Regions from separate parts of the Sus scrofa genome. Here region 2 is linked to region 1. Evidence: chromatin contacts called from public HiChIP or PLAC-seq data. All regions are on one chromosome and are shown on one strand. Each heading gives the region's core, a stretch centred on a gene start, on an enhancer-like site or on the middle of the called end of the contact. The rest is flanking DNA. Distances are from core to core; before and after follow the strand shown.

Region 1 (5,284 bases), core at 2,064-4,563:
TTTCTTTATATTTCTCTTTTTCTTTTTTCTTTTGCTTTTTAGGGCCACGCTCACAGCATATGGAGATTCCCAGGCTAGGGGTCTAATTGAAGCTACAGCCGCCAGCCTACACCACAGCCACAGCAACACAGGATCTGAGCCACATCTGCAATCTACACCACAGCTCACGGCAACGCTGGATCCTTAACCCACTGAGTTAGGGGATCAAACCCGCAACCTCATGGTTCCTAGTTGGATTCATTTCTGCTGAGCCACAACGGGAATTCCTATATTTCTTTAACCTTCCTAATTTGTCTTTTTTTTTTCATTTTTAAAGTTTTATTGAAGTATAGTGGGATTTGGAAGATTGTGATAATTTCTGCTGTACAAAGTGATTCAGTTATACATATACACACATTCATTCTCTTTCATTCAGATGCTTTTTCCACATAGACTATCTGAGAATATTGGGTAGAGTTCTCTATACTATATAGGAGGTCCCCATTGGCCAGTCATTCCGTATAACTCAGTATGCATATGCCAATCCCACACCTTCTATTCCTTCTTGTCCTCTGTTGATGGATGTTTAGGTTGCTTCCATATCTTGGCTATTGTAAATAGTGCTGCAATGAACACCTAATTTGTCTTTTATAAAGTAGTTTTTTTTCCCATTTCTTTTGTGGAATTTATCTTCTTTTTTTGTATTTACAATTTTCTTTCTGGTTGGTAACAATTCTTTATATATTAAGGTTAATTATTAGTCTGTCATGTATACTGCAAATATGTTTATCCACTTTATTATTTTCTTCTTCTTTTTTTTTGCTTTTTAGGGCCGCATCTGCAACATATGGAAATTCTCAGGCTAGGGATTGAATTGTAGCTGTCACTGCCAGCCTATACCACAGCCACAGCAATGTAGGATCTGAGCCGAGTCTTCGACCTACACCACAGCTCATGGCAATGCTGGATCCTTAACCCACTGAGCAAGGCCAAGGATTGAACCTGTGTCTTCATGGATGCTAGTCAGATTCGTTAACTGTTGAGCCATGGCGGGAACTCCCATTATTTTCTTTTTATTTCTTCTATGTTTTTGTTTTGGGGGGATACAGATATTTTGAAATTTTATTGGTGACATCTGTCAGTCTTTTCCTTTACTAATTTTACCTTTGGCTTCTTTTTTAGGGAATCTTTCTTTGTTTTGGGGGGGTCTGTAAATTTTCATTTTATCCTATTATTTCATTTTTTTAATATTAAAATCTTAATCGTTTAAAAATGTATGTTAATATATAGAGAAGAAACTTTATTTATTTATTCATTTATTTTTTGTCTTTTCTAGGGCCCCACCTGTGGCACATGGAGATTCCCAGGTTAGGGGTCCAATGGGAAGCTGTAGCTGCTGGCCTATACCACAGTCACAGCAATGTGGGATCCGAGCTGCGTCTGCAACCTACACCACAGCTCACAGCAATGCTGGATCCTTAACCCACTGAACAAGACCAGGGATCAAACCCGCAACCTCATGGTTCCTAGTCAGGTTCGTTAACCACTGCACTATGACGGGAACTCCGAAACTTAACTTTTTATAAAAAAAAACAGCCAGGTAGCCCAAAACTATTTTCATATTGGTTTGAAATGTCAACATCAGCCTTCTCTGGGAATATGGCATGCCTCCCTTATCAGGGCTTTTTCTGTGCTCCTCTGTGGACTTTTTTGCTTTTAGTCATGTTTCTGCATATTTCTTGATAAATATATTTATAGTCAATTAATAATTGTTATTGTGAGTGGGATTTTTTTTTTCCATCATATTTTCAAGTTGGTTAGGCAAGTTGTTTAGGCAAGTATAGGAACTTAGGCTCAAGTTTCCAAATAGCTCCATTTGAACCAGAATTCTGGTTCTAGAAGTTTCTGAAGTAGATTTAAAGTTATTTTCTTCAAAATTTTGCCTAAAACGAAAATGAAATTTTAGAAAACTCAATTTCATAAGAAACTTGAGTCTTTGAGAACGTGTTTTTCAAAGTGAGATGTCTAAGACCAGGTTTTTAAAGGCTGCTGCTTTTGGGTGGACTGAGTATTTTTCCCAGTTTCCAGCAGATGTCAGTGTTTTACAAATGTATTAGCCTGGGTGGTGGTTTTATCTGCAGTTTCTTGCCTTTCTGTATCCTTTGGTCATTTAATTAGCATACCGGGGATTGTTTGAACTGGAAGGGATTTTGGAGATCATCTAGGTTGATCCTTTCATTTTGCAGATGAAGGAACAGGCCTCGATGGGAAACAACCCAGGTGTCCTTACTTCTAAAACACCCTCCCTCTAAAAGACTGTTAAAGATAGTCACCAAAATCACAGAGAAGAAAATATGTAGAGTCCAACATAGAAGCTATATTTTGGAGAAACGGAAGCAGATACTATTCAGTTTAGGTAGATTAATGTTTTAAAATTGCTTACAAACAAGATGTTAGATTCTTGGATTATAACAATAGTTGCGTGAAATGAACTGAAAGCAATTGTCTTTTGTTACCTGAATGTAGAGTTACTGGATGTGAAATTGACCTTGAATATAATGTCCTGTTCTTCCTACTGTAGATATAACATCAGGACTTGCATATGGCTAATAGGATAACTTCCAGCCTCCTCTCTGCACAGCCTAATTGGTTATGTTGGCGAGAAATAATATAAATCATTCAGTACACCTGTGTCAAAAATATCCTCCAAAAGTTTATAATCTTTCCCAATAAATATACCAAGTAATAAAAAAATATATATATATTTTTTTCCCTGCAAAATGAGGGTAAAGAAACCAGGTGAACCCTAAGGACAGCTTTAGGCCAAGTTATGAAGTGGGCAAAATGCCACTTCCAAGGAAATATCTTTCCTTTATTCAGCTGGCTCCCCCCATCAGTATCTGCCTATGGAAAAGATGTGGCCCATTTAATCTTCACTGCAGAGGTGGGACCTTCCAAGGGTACATATGCTGAGCACCTAGCCCTCTGACACCAGTACTCACTGGATTTTTTTTTTTTTTTTGTCTTTTTGTCTTTTCTAGGGCTGCTCCCGTGGCATATGGAGGTTCCCATGCTAGGGGTCTAATCAGAGCTGTAGCCGCTAGCCTACACCACAGCCACAGCAATGCCAGATCCGAGCCACGTCTGCGACCTACACCACAGCTCACGGCAATGCCAGATCCTTAACCCACTGAGCAAGGCCAGGGATCGAACCCGCAACCTCATGGTTCTTAGTCGGATTCTTTAACCACTGAGCCATGACAGGAAGTCCTACTCACTGGATTTTGGAGAAGTGAGTGCCTTGGTGGATTTATGCGAAGGCAAAGGAAGAAACCATGGGCTGAGTCTTTAAGATAGGATGGGACTTCTGTAAAGTTCAGAGACTCGAACTGTGGGACAAGAGTGTGAAGGCTAGAAAGGGAACTCGTGAGGGCAAGCGGTGAAAAGGGGATTATTTTTAGAGTCTCTGGTCAATGAAAGGCAGGTAAGATTGAGGGTAGATTTGGGCTGATTTGGTTTTAGACTTTCTGAGGTGGAAGTCACAGTATGAGCTGCTTTTCTAAAGATGTATTGTTTTAAAATAATAAGTTGCAAAAATAGTGCAGGGTGGGGCCAGTGTACCCTTTAGCCAGCTTCCCTTGATAATAACCTCTTAGGCAACTGTACCGCCATGTCAAAACCAGGATACTGACCTTGCACCATCTACCAGCCACATTCAGATTTCAGCCGTTTCCAGTCAGCTCATTTATGTGTATGGGTGTGCACATTTCTCTGCATTTTTATCACATCTATAGAGTTGTGGAACCACTGCAGCAATCAAAATGCAGAACAGTTTTATTACTACAAAGAAACTTTTTTGTTTTACCTTTTCTAAAGAGTTTTAAAAACTCTGAAGGAGGAGTTCCCGTCATGGTGCAGTGGTTAACGAATCCAACTAGGAACCATGAAGTTGCGGGTTCGATCCCTGCCCTTGCTCAGTGGGTTAACGATCCGGCGTTGCCATGAGCTGTGGTGTAGGTTGCAGACACAGCTCGGATCCCATGTTGCTGTGGCTCTGGTGAAGCCTGGCTGCTAGAGCTCCAATTAGACCCCTAGCCTGGGAACATCCATATGCCGTGGGAGCGGCCCAAGAAATGGCAAAAAGCCAAAAAAAAAAAAAAAAAAAAAAAAAAAAGCTCTGAAGGAAATCCAGTTTCCTCTTGGATAAGGAGAGATATAACTGTGGTGTCCAGAGTCCAGGGTCTTGTTTGTAGCCCTGAGACTTGGCTGATAAGGGCCCTCTCAGGAGTCCTTCTGATATATTATTGGCAGTATGTGGGAAGAGTAGGCAGTTTTGTAGCAAATTTTGTAAGGAACAAAACTGGTTAACTAAGAATATTCCACGTTGAATTTTTCTTTTTTTTTTTTTCTCTTTTGGCCGTATCCATGGGCATGCAGAGGTCCCCAGGGCCAGGGATTGACCCAAGCCACAGCTTCAACCTAAGCCTCTTCAGTGACAATGTAGGATCCTCCTTACACTTGCCAAGCCACAAGGGAAGTCCATGTAGAGCTGTTGGTTTTTTTTTTTTTTTTTAAATGGCAGAAAAGACCTAGTCACTTTTTTTTTCCCAGCATCCCAGATTCTCTATGATTTCCCTGCATGCCTTTGGAGTTGTGATTTTCCTGAAGGCTCGGCATGGGTTTCCTTCTCTTTCCTCTCAGAGGCCATCAAGGGGTTCCCTGGCTCACCCTGTAGAATTAAGTAGATTTCTTACCATGGCATTGGGCACCCTTCTCAACATGGTCTAAAGGTATCCTTCCAGCCATCTTGCTTTTCCTTCATTCATAAATCCTTCCAAAGAGAACCAATCCCTGGCCCTGAACAGACTCCATGCTTTTCCCCATCCGTGCCTTTGCTCACTGCATTTTTATTCATGACGCTCTGTCCCTGCCTTTCCATCCTGGCCCTTCAAGATCCTACCCATCCTTTCATTGCTTGTACAACAGGCCATCTCCCTGGTGGGCATATCACCCCTTCTCTAATAGAGCACAGCTTCCTTCCTTTTTACTTCTTTCCTTGTTATTTACACTGCCCTGACCCTTATTACAGTTATTTAATTGTGCACACACACACAACTTATTAGGGATATTTCCAGCTGTCTAGGTTGTTAGATCCTAGAGAGTTTGAATAGTTACTTCTCTTGGTGACTTCTCTAGTTCCTTGGACAAAGCCTTCCCTATAGTAATTTATCAGTAGTGGCTGCTTATTATGTTGGTTCCACTGAATTTTGATGGAGCTGCAAATCCTCAGAATCTTTTTTTCTGC
Region 2 (5,284 bases), core at 1,201-3,700, 190 kb before region 1:
TTCTGACTTGAAAGAGAATGGATTTTCCTCATTTTGGAAGATGCTTGGTTTTTATTTGTTTTTCTTTTTAGGGCCACACTTGCAACATATGGAAGTTTCCAGGCTATGGGGGGAATCAGAGCTGCAGCTGTGACCTATGCTGCAGCTTGCTGAAACTGCAGATCCTTAACCCACTGAGTGAGGCCAGGGATTGAAGTCCCTTCCTCATGAATATGAGTCGGGTTTTTAACCTGTTGAGTCACAACGGGAACTCTCCGTTTGGTTTTACATAGAAACTATCGCCTTAAAGGAAATTCCTTTCTAGTCCTAATTTATCAAGAGTTTATCTTGAATGGGTGTTAAATTCTATTAAATACTTTAACTGGATCTATTGGGATAATCATTATAGTTTTTCTCTTATTTACAGATTTTAATGCTAAACATCATTACATACAAAGACTATACATACTAAGAATATACAAGTAGTAAATAAACAGCAATCTATATTGTAAAATATTATTTTAAATCTGCTTTACATATTTCACATTTTTTTTTAAAAGGCCAGCTGCCAGGTTAAGTTTGAAAGCCACAGGACAAATGGTCTTTTGGAGGTCTTTCTACTCCGCAATTTTCCAACTGCCAAGTCTGAGTTATGTTCTTTCAGTTTCTCTAATCTAACCAGAAAAAAACAAAACAAAACTTCTACTAGATGCTAATTCAGTGTGACAAAGTGCAGAACAGAGAATCAGATAAGAACTAGAAAATGTGACATCTGAGTGATAGAAAAGTTCTTGGCTTTAAAGAAATGCTGACATCTTCAACTCACAGAAATTTAAGACTACATTTATCATCAAAAGATCAGCCACAAATAGATGTGAGTCTGTCTCAAAACACTAGTAAAATAGAAAACTAAAGGACCAAAATGAACTACCAGAAAGAGTAACAGAGAAAAAGTAATACAAGGGAACATTATATTTTTCCTTTTTATTTAATCAAAGACTGGTGGATAAACATAAATACAGCACAATTACTTCAGATCATTCTTCATATTGTATACACACAGACCGATGAACGTAACCTGAAAGAAACCTGCAGTCAGCAATGAAATGCATACAGCTTTTCCTTCCCTCGCTCAAAAAAATTAAAAACACACAAACTTGGAATCTCATCAGCACACACTCTCTTGTGACAAATGATTCCGACATAAATAGTGGGTGCAAAGAAACTATATGCTAACATATGTATAACCTTTGTTAATGAAAAACAGAAGCAGCCATAATGATTAAGATACATTCAGTTACTGATAACTAGTTGTACCCTAAAGGGTATTATCAAAAGAGAAATCGTGCTGCAGAGAAAAGCTATATTTACATACACAATGAGAAAATAAACTGCAAGATCAACGCATGCATGTTTAATACTGGAAAAAAATCACAGCCCTCTGAAATTTCTCCACGTTTGTTATAAAAGCCCTCTGCACTCAACTAAAATTAAAATGATCTTAAAAGGATAATACTTGTAAAGTTTACTTAAGTCTTTTCAGCCACAGAAACTGCAATGGAAATAAATGTTCAGAGTCATTTTCAAAACAAAAACAAAAATCTATTCTTCTGATGACATGCATGATTAAAAGGTCTATGCAAGATACATTGCTCTACATTCCCAATGACTAGGAAAAAAAACCTCAAGTCAATTTTTAGTTTGCAGATGGTCAAAGGATTTTGTATTCCAGCAGGAGTTCAAATCTTCTGGATCTTTTCACCAACAACTACTGGATTTTCTTTTCTGATTTTCTCAGCAGCATCAGCTTTGTAATTGTAAGAGCAATTGTGTACATCTGAGTAACGGTGTACACCACAGTAAACATTTCCACACCGGCATTCAAACCCTGAAAGTAGAGTAATACATCTAATATGAGTTGAATGGAAGGTCTAAATATTAAATTCTTTAACATAATTAATGTTAAAAAGATCATGTATTTAGAGCAGCAATCTAAAGAATTATCCTAAACAAACAGAAGAAAAAGAGCAGTTTCACGACGTAATATAATAACACTCTCAAAATTCACTAGCCGATTAGCTTCATTTCTTGTTCCCACCTACAAATACAGGTTTGTTCCAAAACAAGTCATAACCACTTCCCTGAGCTCAAGCTTTTTCACCTGTGACATAGCCACAATTACTTCCTATCAAAATCAGGACTGCTAAATTGAAAATGCGAAGCATTTCTCAAATACTACAATGTGAAAAAAATAAGCATGTTGTCAGAAGGTAATCTTAAGATTTAATTAAGAAAGACGAAACTTCTGACAGAACTGTTAACAAATAAAACAATGTATTAGCTTTCCCTGGTTAACCTCCAATGGAGATGCACACTGTAATCTGGCTGAGTGATTAATAAGAGCATGAGATCTAGTCAGACTGCCTAGGCATGAATCTACTTATTAACGTAGGCAAATTACTTAGCCTACGTGAGCCTCAGTTTCTGCATCTGTAGCTTTAGAATTAGTTACTGTAAGAATTAAATGAGGAAGTAGTAAGTGCTTAACACATAGTAAATATGTAATAAGTGCTATTTTAGGGAAATGCCTAAAGAATTGAACCCAAAAGGGATATAATATATGCAGTATGGCTAGTCTTTAAATAAAACCAGTCCTGCACACTCAAATTCGAATTTTATGGTATGACAGAATTGTGAGAAATTTGATGTAAACTCCCTTTACATTTTTTTATAACTTCAAAAACATACTCTGTAATTTCATAATAATGAATGAAAAATGAAGCCAAGAATAACACTAGACTGACAAGATGGAACAAGATGAAAATTACTATGTCACAGCCTTCTAATCATGAAACCTAAGTTGCTGAGATTTTAAGACAGTACTTGATACTAAATATACACAGAGTTTGAAATGCCTTATTTGTTCATGTTTGTATTCTTTAAAAAAACACATTTGTCAAGGCTTAAGCCAGTCTTTTTTTTTTATATGAATGGTTTTGTTGATTATAAAAATAACACGCATTTATTTTAGAAAATCTGAAAAAAAAATAGGTCATAAAAGAGATTAGATGAAGATGAGCTAAACTACTCTCAAAATACTTAGGGAAAAATATATACATATTTCTTTTTTTTATTACTCAATGAATTTTATTACATTTATAGTTGTACAATGATCACCAGGCATGGGCCAATCTTAAACATCACTGATATCAGACTGTAATTTCCTTTCCTCTTTATCTCCAATCTACTCCTTAAACAGAGAAATTTTCTTAAAACATAATTTTATTCAAAATCTTATCACTTTTCTCAGCTCTTATGACCATTTTTTATACAAAGTATTCAGCACAATGCCTGGCACAGAGTAAACAATAAATGGTAGCTATTTATAAATGCAACAGTTCTCCACCAATTGGCCACAGTACACATCATTAGCCTTATCGCTCTGTCTGTCTGATGGTGGTATCCAACACCCATCTTCACATATTTTGTGCTCTATCTCCCATTTAATGATCCCTAAACATGCCCTATTCTTTCCTTTCTCTGAGCATGTGTTCAAGCTGTTTTTTTTTTTTCTGTCTGAAATGTCCCTATTTCCATCAGTTATGTCCTTCCTCATCTTTTAAGACCCAGCTGAAACATTCTACCTTCATGGTATTTTCTTTGATGAGTCTCTCTGCTCTTCTTCTTCCACATAATTATGCCCATCCTTGAATTCCCAAAGCAATGTGACTCACTTAAATGTACGTTCTTTGCCCAAGCAGTATTGCCAACATTTTTTTCCTCCCTCTCTTAACAATATTATCTAACAGCTCTGTTGTGGTGGTCAACATGTATAGATTACTGCTGTCAGCACAGGGCTATCACCACACATATATGACCTCTCTGAACCCTCCGAACCTATGACTAACTATTTTACATAGAGAAAGTACTTTGCAGCTCACCAAGTACTTAAATATTCTCTCTCACAAGATTTCAGCTCTCACAAGTCAGGAGCCACACCTCTGCCCTTTTATAGCATGACACGCTGACCTTACTTGTCTAGTACTCTCAAACTTGTCTGAAATGAGTTTTTAAAAGAAAAACTATTTGTCTCACTTCTAGGGATACGATTAAAGCTACTTTCATTTAAGAAAATTCAGAAGGTGAAGTATATCCAGTATTAACTCTCATGGGAACAGAAACAATCTTAATTGAAGCCAGGAATAGTATGTCATGCCTCATCTTAAATAAAATCTTAACTTTAAACCATGTGATTTAAGCCCTTACCAGTAAGTCCCACTTTCTTCCTGCACATGAAACAGCGATTCTTTTTTTGTTTTGGTTTTTCAAGAGACTTGCTTTGCTCTTCAGATGGCTGCTGTGCCGTATCTGATACTGAAGCTGACAAAAATAGGAAGATGGTAATATTTAATTATTCAATGAGGTTTTGATATTTGGATAGTTGTTACTCACTGCCCCCATCTGTTTATTCAGAAGGTAACTGAGTAATTTATTTATTTACTAGCATGGAAAGATAATCACATTATTTATTTACTAGCCTGGAAAGATAAGTTACAAAGTAGTTTATACAATGTTACCCCTTTTTGTTAAATGTATATATGTATGTTATGTACACATGTATACACACATACAGAAATTCTAGAATTATATTAACATGTTTTAATAGTGTCTCTAGAAAGTGCTACATTTTCTAATAATTATGTACTTGACCAATAAAAAAACATACAACACAAATACTACTTTGGTGTTCTAACGAAGTATGTAAGAAAATGGTTACATGCAAACTTCTAAATATTGTTGAGCTCAGAATGATGTAGATTTCAAAGAGAACAAGGGAAAAGAGGCTGAAATCAAGATTCAGTGGAATACTAAGTATGTTCAAAATTCTCAGAATGTTTATAAAACCTTTTAAAATGTTAGGAATAAGATAATAAATTGATTTAGGTAGTGAAACCAAGGACAGCTGTACTAAGATTCAGGTCAGATTACTGCCCTTAAATCCTAACTAATGTGACCCCTATCCCTCCCAATCCCCCCACCCCCTCACCCCTTTCACAACTACCCCTGGCTCTCCAAAATGCTGTTACTAGAGTTAGAATCTATAATGGGACCTAGGGGACATGGCACCTTGTTCTAAAATAGTGACTTGCTGGGGATCAAGTTCTTAACCTTTCCAATTTTATCACCAACTAGTCCTTCTTTAGGAATCTCCTACTCAATCAGCCTCTGGGACTATGCCGGGGACCACACTGTTCATACTGTTTACAACCAATTCAAAAGGGCTTTCTTCCTCTCATTTTCTCTA

Evidence for each region. HiChIP or PLAC-seq counts read pairs in DNA pulled down with a chosen protein or histone mark.
Region 2: an H3K27ac HiChIP or PLAC-seq map of alveolar macrophages shows a contact between it and region 1. The contact joins two enhancer-like sites. A contact is called at or near these places in 1 of 5 promoter capture datasets (liver) and 1 of 2 datasets of contacts at active chromatin or transcription factors (alveolar macrophages).

The regions. Positions count from the first base shown.
Region 1 is chr7:48,837,945-48,843,228 of Sscrofa11.1, reverse strand. All of the region lies in intron 2 of LOC102167410 (5-formyltetrahydrofolate cyclo-ligase), which reads left to right. Among named protein-coding and RNA genes, the nearest start is that of BCL2A1, 57 kb to the left of the region's middle. Within about 2 kb of position 3,313, at least 1 of the 83 cell types and tissues checked has an H3K27ac peak or open chromatin away from gene starts, as enhancers often do. A contact at or near this core is called in alveolar macrophages, where this site is marked.
Region 2 is chr7:49,030,372-49,035,655 of Sscrofa11.1, reverse strand. It overlaps ZFAND6 (AN1-type zinc finger protein 6), which reads right to left. Exons shown (of 6, transcript XM_021098857.1): 5 at 4,246-4,359; 6 at 945-1,867. The coding sequence ends at 1,719. Among named protein-coding and RNA genes, the nearest start is that of FAH, 15 kb to the left of the region's middle. Within about 2 kb of position 2,450, at least 1 of the 83 cell types and tissues checked has an H3K27ac peak or open chromatin away from gene starts, as enhancers often do. A contact at or near this core is called in alveolar macrophages, where this site is marked.